Linked DNA regions of Capra hircus: region 2 is linked to region 1. Evidence: chromatin contacts called from public Hi-C data. All regions are on one chromosome and are shown on one strand. The core of a region is the stretch at or near the end of the contact, and the rest is flanking DNA. Distances in the headings are between cores, read along the strand shown. Region 1 overlaps DOCK3 (dedicator of cytokinesis protein 3). Region 2 holds the start of MAPKAPK3 (MAP kinase-activated protein kinase 3).

Region 1 (5,574 bases), core at 1,089-3,588:
CCCGTTGATGTTCTGCAGTGGTTCTTGCTTTGGAAACCTTCAAGGTGAATGGCCTGCAAGGCTCGGTCTTGTAAGTCGGCAGCGCCCCCTGGTGGTCAAAAGGCTGAGCGAGGCTAGGAGATTTTGATTGAACATTGAATAAATTCAGGACTTTCCTGGTGGCTCAGACGGTAAAGCCTACAATGTGGGAGACGGGGGTTTGATCCCTGGATCGGGACGATCCTTTGAAAAAGGAAATGGCAACCCACTCCAGTACTCTTGCCTGGAAAATCCATGGACGGAGGAGCCTAGTGGGCTACAGTCCATGGGGTTGCAAAGAGTTGGACACGACTGAGTGACTAAACTTTCTTTCTTTTCTTTGAATATACTCACTCATGCTGGGGACTCAGCCTCCCTGAGGTTCACCAGACTACAACTGAAATAGTTTGGAAGTCCTGTGATGCAGAAGCCCTTGTGGTATTTAAATGTTTTCCTGAAAAGTAGCCACCACTCTCACCTACTGTGGTTTTGGCCACCTAGGGAAAACAGCAGTGGGAAGGAAGCTAGAGTTGGAAAATCTAATGTTTGCACAGAGCACCTGTCAGCCCCTGGGGCTGGGTGCTGCCCTCAAGCCTCACCCTGCAGCACGTATCAGGATGTTGAGTACTCAGATCCAGGGTTGGCCTGGTGAGCCAGACCGTGAGCTCTGTCAAGTCAGGGACCAGGGCCAAGCTGAGCAGGGCAGCATACCATGTTCCAGCCACGTGCCTGGTATAGGATGGGTATGTGACATGAGTTGGCTGCCTCTCTGCACGCTATGTGTGGGCAGCCCTGTCCAGGGCTGTGGCCAACAAGATCCAGGGAGCTTTCAGAGTTTCTTGCTGCGAAGGCACTGTGAAAATCAGTGGGAGGAACCCTTTTCTTTTTTTCTTTACACAGCCATCTTTTTGAGATTGCCTCAGAGCACAAGTTCTGAAAAAAAATATTGATAGGGGAGAAAAATCACCAAATAGTAGAAATTCAGGCCTAGTTTCTTTTTTTCTTTTTTTTAAATAAAGCATAGTTTACTCATTCCCTTATCAATGAAGGATAGTTTTTAAAACCAGGCCTTAAAGCCAGTTCTGAGGCTCTACAAACAGTATCACTCAGACCAGCTATGGAGGAAGTTTACGTTAATAATAGCTGCATTATTGGTTTTTAGTATGCTGACTTCTTCAACATACTTAAGCCTCATCTTTGGGACTAAAATGAGTATTTAAAAGGCATTTCTCAAGAATTCCTGGCCACCTTTTTAGTTGTGCCCTGACAGTGCCTAGAGGGCACCCCGACAGGAAGGCCCACACAAAGCCTGTAGAGCTGCAGGTTCACCTCTCAGATCACAGGGGGAGTTCACCCACTTGAACCAGCCAGAGGCTGCCAGGCTTCCAGTGGACAAGTCGACAGCACTGGGGTCCAGGTGACCTTCCCACAAGGGATCCGGAAGACCCCACTAGTTTGACATGGACATGCCGCTGTCTGGAACAATAAGTGATGCACATTTGGAGGGCCTTCTAAATTATATATTCCTAAGGGAAGCCTGCAAGTTTTTTCTCAACACTTCTGTGGAAGGTCCCTTTGAGGACCACCAGTTGACAGGTTACTGGGCGTGTAACCATGGCCTGCATCGATGGGGACTAAGCCACACCACATCTGGCTTCCGTAACAGCCCCTCAGTCCTGTCCAGTTCAGTTCAGTTCAGTCGCTCAGTCGTGTCTGACTCTTTGCGACCCCATGAATCACAGCACGCCAGGCCTCCCTGTCCATCACCATCTCCCGGAGTTCACTCAGACTCACTTCCATAGAGCATGAACCAAGTCAACTTAGGAGCCTGGGTTAAGGTCCCACAAGTCCCAGAGTAGCTCCATGACTCCCGAGTTCACTGTAGGGCAAGTCTCAGAGTGAGGAACCCTGGAGAGCCCCCTGTGTGCAGGGCCCTGGGCCCTGAGCCGCTTGGGCTGAGTCTGCAGTATGATGGCCAGGAAGGCAGAGGCCAGGCACAGGAGGCCTGGAATCTGGGGAAAGGTGGAAGGGGCCAGCTGAGACAGGGCCAGTGGTGTCTGGAGAAGGTAAGTGTGTGGAAACTATGTCCAGTAAGAACTGTGCCTTTCTGTTACCTGAGTGTGTGTGTTTCTGTGTGATGGCTCCATTGCAAGCTAGCCTGGGCCCATGCCTGGGCCCCGAGAGAGCCCAGCACCCAGGCCACCCCCATTTCCCCTGAGTGCCGGAGACGCAGGACTCCTAGGGCCCCAACTCCAACTCCCAGCTCTCCTCATGATCTGCCCCTGAGCAGGGACGGGGCCGCGTCAGCGAGTCCACATCACCCCAGTCTGCAGTGTGCCTGCCTCGGCTGGGATGCCCAGTGCAGCCCCCTCACCACCACCACCACCCAACCACCAGGCTCCACTTCATTCCTCCTGTGCTTGCCGAGCGCATCCTCACCCCAGCTGCAAGGGGACACCGACCCTGGGTCACTGGCTCCCTGGGATGCATGCCCTCTGGGCCCTCCATCTGTGGCGTGTCATCTGTGCGTGATTGTTCTCACTTGGTTACAGGCTCTCCCTCTCTGCCAGATAAGTACCGCCACGCCCGGGAAATGATGCTGCTGCTGCCCACACACCGGGACCGCCCAAGCAGCGCCATGTATCCAGCAGCCATCATGGAGAATGGACAGGTAACGGAGCCAGCCTGCTGACTGCCCTTTGCTGCAACTGTGCTGGCCTGAGCTCCCCTCATTGCACTTGCTGGGCTTTCTGCATTGCCCATGCCTCCCTCACACTGCCGTGAAGACCCTCCTGGATGGGAGCAGCAGTGAATGTGGAGACCAGCATCTGTGCTCAGTCCAGATGGAGTACAGCTATGGGTAGAGTGGCAGTGGGGTTGGACCCACCACTGTCTGTGGCTGTCTGTTCTTCTGGCCAGCGTCCTGAACTCCTCATCTAAAACACAACCTGGCAGAGAAAACTGGTTCTTTTCTGTCCAGAGAAGGCAGTGGCAGACATGGGTCTAGAGACTGGCCTTCCTCCGTGTGTGCATGAAGGACATCCCCACAGGGGCAAGCTCTGCCTCTTCCATTCATCCGTCCATCTGTTTGTCCATCCGTCCGCCCAAAGCCCCTCTCTTCCCGTCAGGACCCTCCCCACACCATTTGCAGAGCTCTGCAGATGTCCCGTATGGGGCCTTGAACAAGAAGCTGCAGTGACTAGCTCCTTCCCCCATCCAGTCTGCCCTGCCCTTCTCTCAGGGGCCATGAGAGTCACCTCCAGTGACTGTTACCCAGTCCCAGAGTGCCAGGACCTTCTCAGCTCCCTGTGCCTGGGCAGCCCTGCCAGGTGGAAAGAACAGGTCTGCCTGGCAGCTACCCATGGAACAGCGGGTCATGTCTGTGACCTCAGGCCTGAGTGCTGCCCTTCCCCTCACACGGGCCTGTGCGCACGGGGCGTCTCCAGGAGGCCAAACCTGCCAGTCTCAGGGGTGCAAGGGGTCCCCATATCCTTCCTACCCGTGGGTCTCTTGGCAGGACAGAAGGATGCAGTTAGATGCCCTCAGGAGCTTGTGTCCTCCTTGTTGGCCATGTGCAGGACAGCCTGGAGCCCAGCCAGGCCCGGGGGCGGTGGGGGAGCCCCAGACATTGCACAGTTGCACAGGGCAGGACTCGGAGCCAGACAGCATGGACAGTTTTCCAACCAGCCTGACATTTGCAGCGCATCTCAAGCATGAGCTGTCCCACTGCTTTGATTGTCCTGGTCTAGTCCTAGAATGCCCTGGCTCCTGGGGCCCATGACGCCCCCAAGATGTAACTGATTGTTGTCAGTTGATACTTTTCTCCTTCCCTCAGCTGCCAAACTTCCAGCGGGCCTTGTTCCAGCAAGTGGTTGGACCCTGCAAACCCTGCAGTGATCCCAATCTGTCTGTGGCCGAAAAAGGTACGATTCTTCTTCCCAGGTGGCCTCCTCTCCTGTCTGTCCCCATCCTGAGCATCTGACTCTTGTCCCTGAGCACCAGCTGGCCAAGGCTGAGCCATGCTTTTAACACTCAGGCCATTCTGTCTGTCCAGAGTCCTGACCAGTTCCTCTGTTCATTACTTAACCCATGTTTGGCTTGATGCTGAGGTCTAGATATTGTTTGTATCTCCGGCTCCCCAGGACCCACCCTCTGAGACGCCCCAGCTGTCACCTGCCCTGAGCTCACCTTCATGGAAACTCAGTGGGCACCCACTCCCCAGGGCGCCTCCCCACCAGCCCCAGAATTCAGCAGGCCCTGTGGATTTGGTCCCTCTCCACTCAGGCCCACAGGGACCTCTCCTTGTTGTTCAGAGGAGGCCTGTGGCCAAGCACATCCACAAGAATAATGAGAAGGGACAGGTCATGGCAAAGTGAATTTCCCAGAGACAGTCCCAGGCACCCTGTGGGACTTCAGTCCTCCTGTAGCCACCCAGGCCCGCAATAGCTGAGCATCCTTTTTCCACGCTGCAAGTCCATCAGCTGTACCATGAAACCAGGCAGTACTTAGAACAGAGGCTGGTTACAGAGAGTGGAGTTCTACTCTACGTTCTGCTCCAGCCAACTGATGGAAGAACCAGACTTGGGCCCATATAACCCCAGCCCAAAGTCCCAGACATGGAGACCTGAGTTCCGTTTAACACAGGACAGTGCCCGTGTGGGGCCTATGCCCAGCCCACCTGCCACACACAACCGGGCTGAGCCTATCCGCCCCACTCCCTGCAGGTTCCCCTCTCCTCCACCTGGCAAGTTTAGGGCACTCTTGGTCCCTAGCATTGCAACCTGTTGGCCCATCAGGACGTGTCCCTCCAAAGCCATTGTCATGTCATCACACCTCCTCACCACGTGCCGTCTGCTGTCCCCACTGTCACTGCTCCTCCTCTGCTCAGCATGGAGGACGCACCTCCGCGTCGTATTTGAGAACACACCCGCATTCCACAACCTCAGTGCCTGGGAGGCCTCAGCACCTGGTGCTCGACCACAGTGGGCATGGAGATAAGATTCTGGCTGAAGACGCCTTCCTAGCCTCAGAGTTGCACATCCCCAAAACACGTGGCTTTCCTGGACCCCTGCACTTGTGCCCCCAAACCGAGTGCTCCTGTGGCCTTGAGGGCTGGGAACCACAGCGGCTTCTCTTTGCCGGAGTTGTGGAGCAGTCGCAGATCTAGCTGAGAGCAGAGACGGGCTCAGAGCTCAAGTGGGTGCTGGCAGCCAGACCAAGACCTGACGCCCGCCAGACCCAGAAGAGCTTCAGGCTTCAGACCAAGCTGCAGCAAGGAGCTGGATACGCCCACCCGCCAAGTGTGGGGAGCAAAGAGGGTTGTCTCAAAGCAAAGGCTGAGCCCAGAGCAAGCCCATTTGAGCCACAGGGCCAGAGCTTAGTGGGCAGAGAGCTAGACATTTGCCTTGGGGGACCCAGTGCCACAGTCATAACTGCCCAGGTCTCTGCTGCTCCTCCAGAGCAGGAGCTGTGTGCTCTTGTCACCATTCTCTCATCGTCGGGATCTCGAGTCCCCTGATGGCTCCACGTCTCATTTTACGGATCTCTCTTTCCCAG
Region 2 (6,048 bases), core at 501-3,000, 340 kb before region 1:
ACTGGGCTGGAAGAAACACAAGCTGGAATCAAGATTTCCGGGAGAAATATCAATAGCCTCAGATATGCAGATGACACCACCCTTATGGCAGAAAGTGAAGAAGAACTGAAAAGCCTCTTGATGAAAGTGAAAGAGGAGAGTGAAAAAGCTGGCTTAAAGCTCAACATTCAGAAAACGAAGATCATGGCATCTGGTCCCATCACTTCATGGCAAATAGATGGGGAAACAGTAGAAACAGTGTCAGACTTTATTGTTTTCAGCTCCAAAATCACTGCAGATGGTGACTATAGCCATGAAATTAAAAGACGCTTACTCCTTGGAAGAAAAGTTATGACCAACCTAGATAGCACATTCAAAAGCAGAGACATTACTTTGCCGACTAAGGTCGGTCTAGTCAAGGCTATGGTTTTTCCAGTGGTCATGTATGGATGTGAGAGTTGGACTGTGAAGAAAGCTGAGCACTGAAGAATTGATGCTTTTGAAGTGTGATGGTGGAGAAGACTCTTGAGGGTCCCTTGGACTGCAAGGAGATCCAACCAGTCCATTCTGAAGGAGATCAGTCCTGGGATTTCTTTGGAAGGAATGATGCTGAAGCTGAAACTCCAGTACTTTGGCCACCTCATGCAAAGAGTTGACTCATTGGAAAAGACTTTGATGCTGGGAGGAATTGGGGGCAGGAGGAGAAGGGGACGACTGAGGATGAGATGGCTGGATGGCATCACTGACTTGATGGACGTGAATCTGAGTGAACTCTGGGAGTTGGTGATGGACAGGGAGGCCTGGCATGCTGCAATTCATGGGGTTGCAAAGAGTCGGACACGACTGAGCCACTGAACTGAACTGAACTGAACTGAACAGTCTGTGATGGGAAAACGAGTTCAAAATATGTAAGATAATCTAAGATGGGGGCTTCCCCGGTGGCTTGGACAGTAAAGAATCCACCTGCATTGCAGGAGACCCGGGTTCGATCCCTGGGCTGGGAAGATCCCCTGGAGGAGGGCAACCCACTCCAGTATTCTTGCCTGGAGAATCCCCATGGACAGAGGAGCCTGGCAGGCTGCAGTCCATGGGGTCTCAAAGAGTTGGACACGATCAAGCAACTAAGCACACAATCTAAGGTGGGCTCACAGTATAAGGGAAAACCTTTTAGCTAATAAAGAATATCTGGCACTAGGGTGGAAGGAGGAGATTTCTTAAACATGACACCAAAAGCTCAAGTCATAAGGTGAAAAGTTGATGGATATGACCAAATAGGAATTTAGGATTTCTAGTCTTAGGATGCTGTTTTCCAAGAACAAGAGATGCACAGAAGTGGAGAGATGCCAGTGCTAGAAAGATCCCAAGAGCAACCAGGAACCAGAGAGATGCGAATCTCAACAAAATTCCATTTCATTCTCCCTGTTGATAAAAATTAAGACTTTAGATAGACTGGCAGTGGGCCACCACTAAGTTGGAAACCTTACACATTGTACCGGAGGGCCTTTTGGGATCTTCCAGAGAAAACACCCGATTCCAGGGGCTACCTGGGGCTGCAAGAGAAGATTTTCTGTGCTGCCACTTCCTTGGTGGCTTGTACAATTGGCTGCTCGCACAGCCCACCGTGTAGCCGGCTGCTCTAGCGCTGGGTTTCCCCAGCGGCGGGCGGAGCCTGGGAGGTTTCCGCCCCCTCTGGAAGCCACGCCCCCTATTTCTGCTGCCGCTCTAGGCGGGTCCGGCCCCGCCCCGTCCTGCCTGGGCCAGCCTGGCCCTTTAAGACTGACCCAGCCCGGCTTGTAGTCGGGGACGCGCGGGGGGAGGGAGCGGTCACGTGGGCAGGCGGCGGCGCGACTCTCGGCTCTGGGAGCTCTGGGCCGCGGCCTCTGGCGACCCCTGTCCCTGCCCCTTACCGGCAACCACAGCCCCGTGAGCTGCCGTCAGGTCCGCCCTCGTCAGGTACGCCCTCACAGGGCCCCCACCACCTCCCAATCCCGGGACCTCGCGGCGCTTTCCCCTCCTGACTGGTGGCCGGGGCACGACTCGCCTGGTGCTCCGCTTGCGTGACCACCGCCCCCTGCCGCGGGTCCGTCCTCTCCAGCAACTCGTTGCTCATTCCCAGCCCAGTCCCCGGCCCGAAGCCCGGTCCGGCTTAGGGCGTCCATGGCTGGAGTGTACTGAAGGAATCTGAGCGGAACTCACTCTTCGTCTCTTTCCCAGGTGGCCCCGGACGCGCCAGGCTGGGGCCGCCTCTGAGCGCCCCGCGGGGCCATGGACGTGGAGACAGCAGAGGAGCAGGGGGGCCCTGCGCCCCCGTCAGGTGCACCCTGCGGACCTTGTTGCGCCGGCGCTCCCGCCCTCGGGGGGCGGCGGGAGCCCAAGAAGTACGCAGTGACCGATGACTACCAGTTGTCCAAGCAGGTGCTGGGCTTGGGTGTGAACGGCAAGGTGCTGGAGTGCTTCCACCGGCGCACTGGGCAGAAGTGTGCCCTGAAGGTCAGTGACCCCGCGCTCCCGCATGGGCGGGAGCCCAACAGCAGCGACCTGTGGATGCGGGCTGTGCCTAGGGCCTCTGTTAAGCTTCTTAGGCTAAGCATTACCGTTTCCTCCTCTTACTTGTGTGTAAAGTTGGGCTTCTGGTCCCTCTTGCTTCACAGATGGGGAAACTGAAGCTTAGCTTAGCTAAGCTCAGAATGTCCCAGGGAGCAAGGGGTGTAGTCAGCTGTGGGTATAGCTTGCTGTACCCGGAAGCAAGGAGGGAGTAACTCCTGACTCTGGGTTTCTGGCTGGTCCTGTGAGTTTGGGCCTGAGGGGGACCTGCATTCAGCTTGGCTGCTTCTTCTATGAGAAACTCTTCTGACTGGAATGGGTTTCACTTACTTTCTGCCTGAGGCTGAGTCCCCACAAAAGCTTGGGGTGGGGCTCTCCTGAGGTCCCTGCCTGCCTAGGCTGGAGTGGTGACAGTCTCCCAGGGCTGACTGGTGGGCAAGCCTGACACCCATTGCCCCTGTGGGCAGGGAGCTACTCATGGGCTCCAGATGAGTCAACCAGACCCATGTTGAAAGGGGTAGGCCCTGTCTCCGACCTGATCCACCCTGTTTCCTGGGCAGAGGGCGGGCCAGCCATCTAGCCACGTCACACCATAGACTCTCTGTGGGCCTGGTTAAGACCTCACTGATACAGTTGGAGTCCCGGGAGTCTTGAGGGTGGCTGACCGAGCTATGTAGTTCTGGCTTAGGTCATACAGTTTTGAACCCAGGACCGTGCCCCATTCCTCGAATCCCTTGGTGTCCTCGCTGGGAACTTCACTTAGTTGCAGCCTCTGCCAGTGACCCCTTGGATAGGTAGAGCATGGCAAGGAGAGTGGCTCCTGGAGGTTAGAATACAGCTGAGGATCTTCTCATTTTACAGACCTTGCAGTTACGAGTGCGAGCCCAGAGTCCTGCAGTTGTAGCTCTAATCTTTGGCCTGCATTTGCCAGCTCCGTGACCTTGGACTAGATCTTGGACTCTCAAAAATCAGGTTCCTCTGCTCAAGGGTTGTTAAGATAAGGAGTTGATGTGAGTTTGGAATGGAATCTTGCATGTAGGGAAAGTGGTACAGGGCCTGACACAGGCCTGGAGAGGCCACAGGACTTGCTTAGGGCACAGAGTCTGCAAGTATCTGAGCAGGAACCTGGGCCCAGCTCCCTGTGTCTTTCCCAGTGGCACCAGGAGTGATAGAGGGGGTCATCTCCCCAGGGTGGTCTTGGAAGGGATCGTGAGGATGGGTCTGGAAGATCTCAAGCCTGGGCTGGTGAGGCTGGGTCTCAGGCACAGCTTTGCATATGAACCCAGCCGTGGAGTGGGGTTGGGAGGCCCTTCTGGAGCCCCTGGCAGGGGATTCTCCCAAGTCCTTCAGGAAAAGGGTGGCTCTTTTGAGGGGAGATGGAGCTAAGGAAGTGAGCAGTGACAATCTTCATTGTCTTCTTCAGCAGCATCTTGGCCCTTTCACTCCTGCTTGGATCAGGGTGCAGCCTGGGTGGGCAAGGGGCCATCTGAGGCCTCTTCTTAATACTGAGGTTTTGGCCCTATGAGCCAGGGCTGAGATCCGACCACCCCGTGTGGTACTCCAGAGGCTGTGAGTGAGACAGGGATGGAGTGGGAGGCTGGAGTTCATGGGCCCAGGCAGCACTGGCTTAAGCAGGACTGGCTCTAAGCCTTTTCCCACAGGTGCTGTGTCTAATAAGTGACTTGGGGGAACTTCTGACTGCAACAACTTTCAGAGCACCTGCTCTTGAATCTAGGGCCTCAGTGGTCCCTGTTGTGGACTGGAAAGGGTGCAGACCCAGAACAGATTCCCCCATTGTTCCCCTTTAGGCTTTTTGGGTGAGCGTGGCTAGAGATGTTGGCTTGGGATCTTCAGAATTTGGTGCTAGGTTGGCCTGCAAGGGGGACATGGATTTGATGAGGCCCCCACCCTTGCACCTTCTTGTTTTTGCCACCCCCCACCCCACTCCAGTGACCAAATCCCCACCCAACTAGGCTATAAACCTTTCTGTTTATAGCCTCTGCCCCTTCACAGGAGGGCCAGGACCAGGAGACCTCAACACATGGCCTGTCTTGGGCCCCAGGAGCTCAGTCAGTCCCTGAGTGGGTCTCAGCCCTCTCTCTGCTTCTGCCTAGCTGTCACCCCAATTGCCCCTGGTCAGCCTAAGCAGAGGCCCTGGGCTCTGGCCTTTCTGCTTCCCTGGACCTACATCCCTTCCCAGGCAGACCTCTCCTTGTCTTGTAATCTGGCTTTGTCCAGGCCGTCTCTGCCATTTGTGGGCCAGGCCTAGTGTCCTGTCCTCTCTTCATGCCTCTTCCTGGCCCTGTTGCTCAAAGTGATAGATAGTGCTTGGCATGAAGCCTGGAACACAGCAGACACTCATAAAACAGGAAGAGCTGTGGTCGGTGTCCCTGTAGCTGTTGCTATTCTTTGGGGGCCCCAGAGAAGCAGGCTCCTCCTTCCTGGGGAGCTGGGCCTCTTCTCCTCTCCCTGAGCCCCTGACCACTTGGCCTGATCTGTCTTGGCCTCCCTCACACTCAGCGACTCTCTCCCAAGGCAGCTTCTACCCGCAGTGCCATCATTCCAGTCTCCACACCACCCTTAGCACCTCTGTAGTCCCTTCGGCAGGAACTGGAGGGCTGCCTGCCAAGTATCTGGGGTAGGGGACTGCCTCCTACTGACCTCTTGTTTGTGATCCCTTCCAGGGCTAACTGGTTTATTGACACCCCATATCTTCACTCCTAAGTGGACACAGCCACCCCTCCACATGGAGACCCAGTCCCTCAAGCCTTATCCATGTAAGAAAGTCAGGACCTGGAGTTAGTGGTCAGAAGTCACATGACTTGATTGGGATGGGAAATTATAGCAGAGACCAGAATTATCTCCCCTCCTGACTTTCTGCCAAGTACACGTGTGGTCCCTGGCCGCCTGGCAGGCAGAAGTGATAGTGACAGTTAGATAAATGAAAACAAAGGCTTGTGGGAGTGAGGTTCCAGAGGGAGGGAACATATGTATACTTATGGCTGATGCATGCTGATGTGTGGCAGAAACCAACACAATATCTTAAAGCAATTATCCTTCAATTAAAAGTAAATCATAGGAAACAAAAAACAAAGGCTTGAGTAGCTTGAGGGGGTCTGCAGTAAGAGTCGTCTTTTCCATCCCTGCTGTCCAGCCTCTGGGTCCACTGAAAAATGTTAGGAGCCCCTGGGGCTCCCAGTGCCCTCCTCGTCCTGTCTTTGTCAGAGTGGAGTTTTGGGGTGTTGAATCCACATGCCAGGAGGTCCCTGTGTTGCTCCATGGGTGGGGCTGGCCTGTTGGCGCTGGTGCTGTGGAGCTGGATTTGAGGCTGGGTGGGGCTGCCTGGCAACCAGATACTTTCTCATTTAGCAGCTACCACCTCTTCACCTACCACCTCCAGACCGGTCAGATCACCCTCTGCAGGGCCTCTGGTTTACACATCAGGAAGCATGTGGAGGGCTGGCTGCCTCATACAATGGAGTCCCCACTAGTGGTTTTACTGCATCTCTCCAGGCCGCCCCTCTC

What was found. Hi-C and Micro-C count contacts between places; a contact is called where the count stands out from the background.
Region 2: a contact with region 1 is called in a Hi-C map of blood, with 15 times the contacts expected there. The contact joins the promoter of MAPKAPK3 here to the enhancer-like site in region 1. A contact is called at or near these places in 2 of 5 Hi-C or Micro-C datasets (both in blood).

What each region holds. Positions count from the first base shown.
Region 1 is chr22:49,471,180-49,476,753 of ARS1.2, reverse strand. DOCK3 (dedicator of cytokinesis protein 3) reads left to right here. Exons shown (of 54, transcript XM_018038222.1): 50 at 2,571-2,689; 51 at 3,854-3,941. Among named protein-coding and RNA genes, the nearest start is that of MANF, 10 kb to the right of the region's middle. Within about 2 kb of position 2,338, at least 1 of the 5 cell types and tissues checked has an H3K27ac peak or open chromatin away from gene starts, as enhancers often do.
Region 2 is chr22:49,812,841-49,818,888 of ARS1.2, reverse strand. It overlaps MAPKAPK3 (MAP kinase-activated protein kinase 3), which reads left to right and starts at 1,750. Exons shown (of 11, transcript XM_018038232.1): 1 at 1,750-1,932; 2 at 2,194-2,469. The coding sequence starts at 2,245.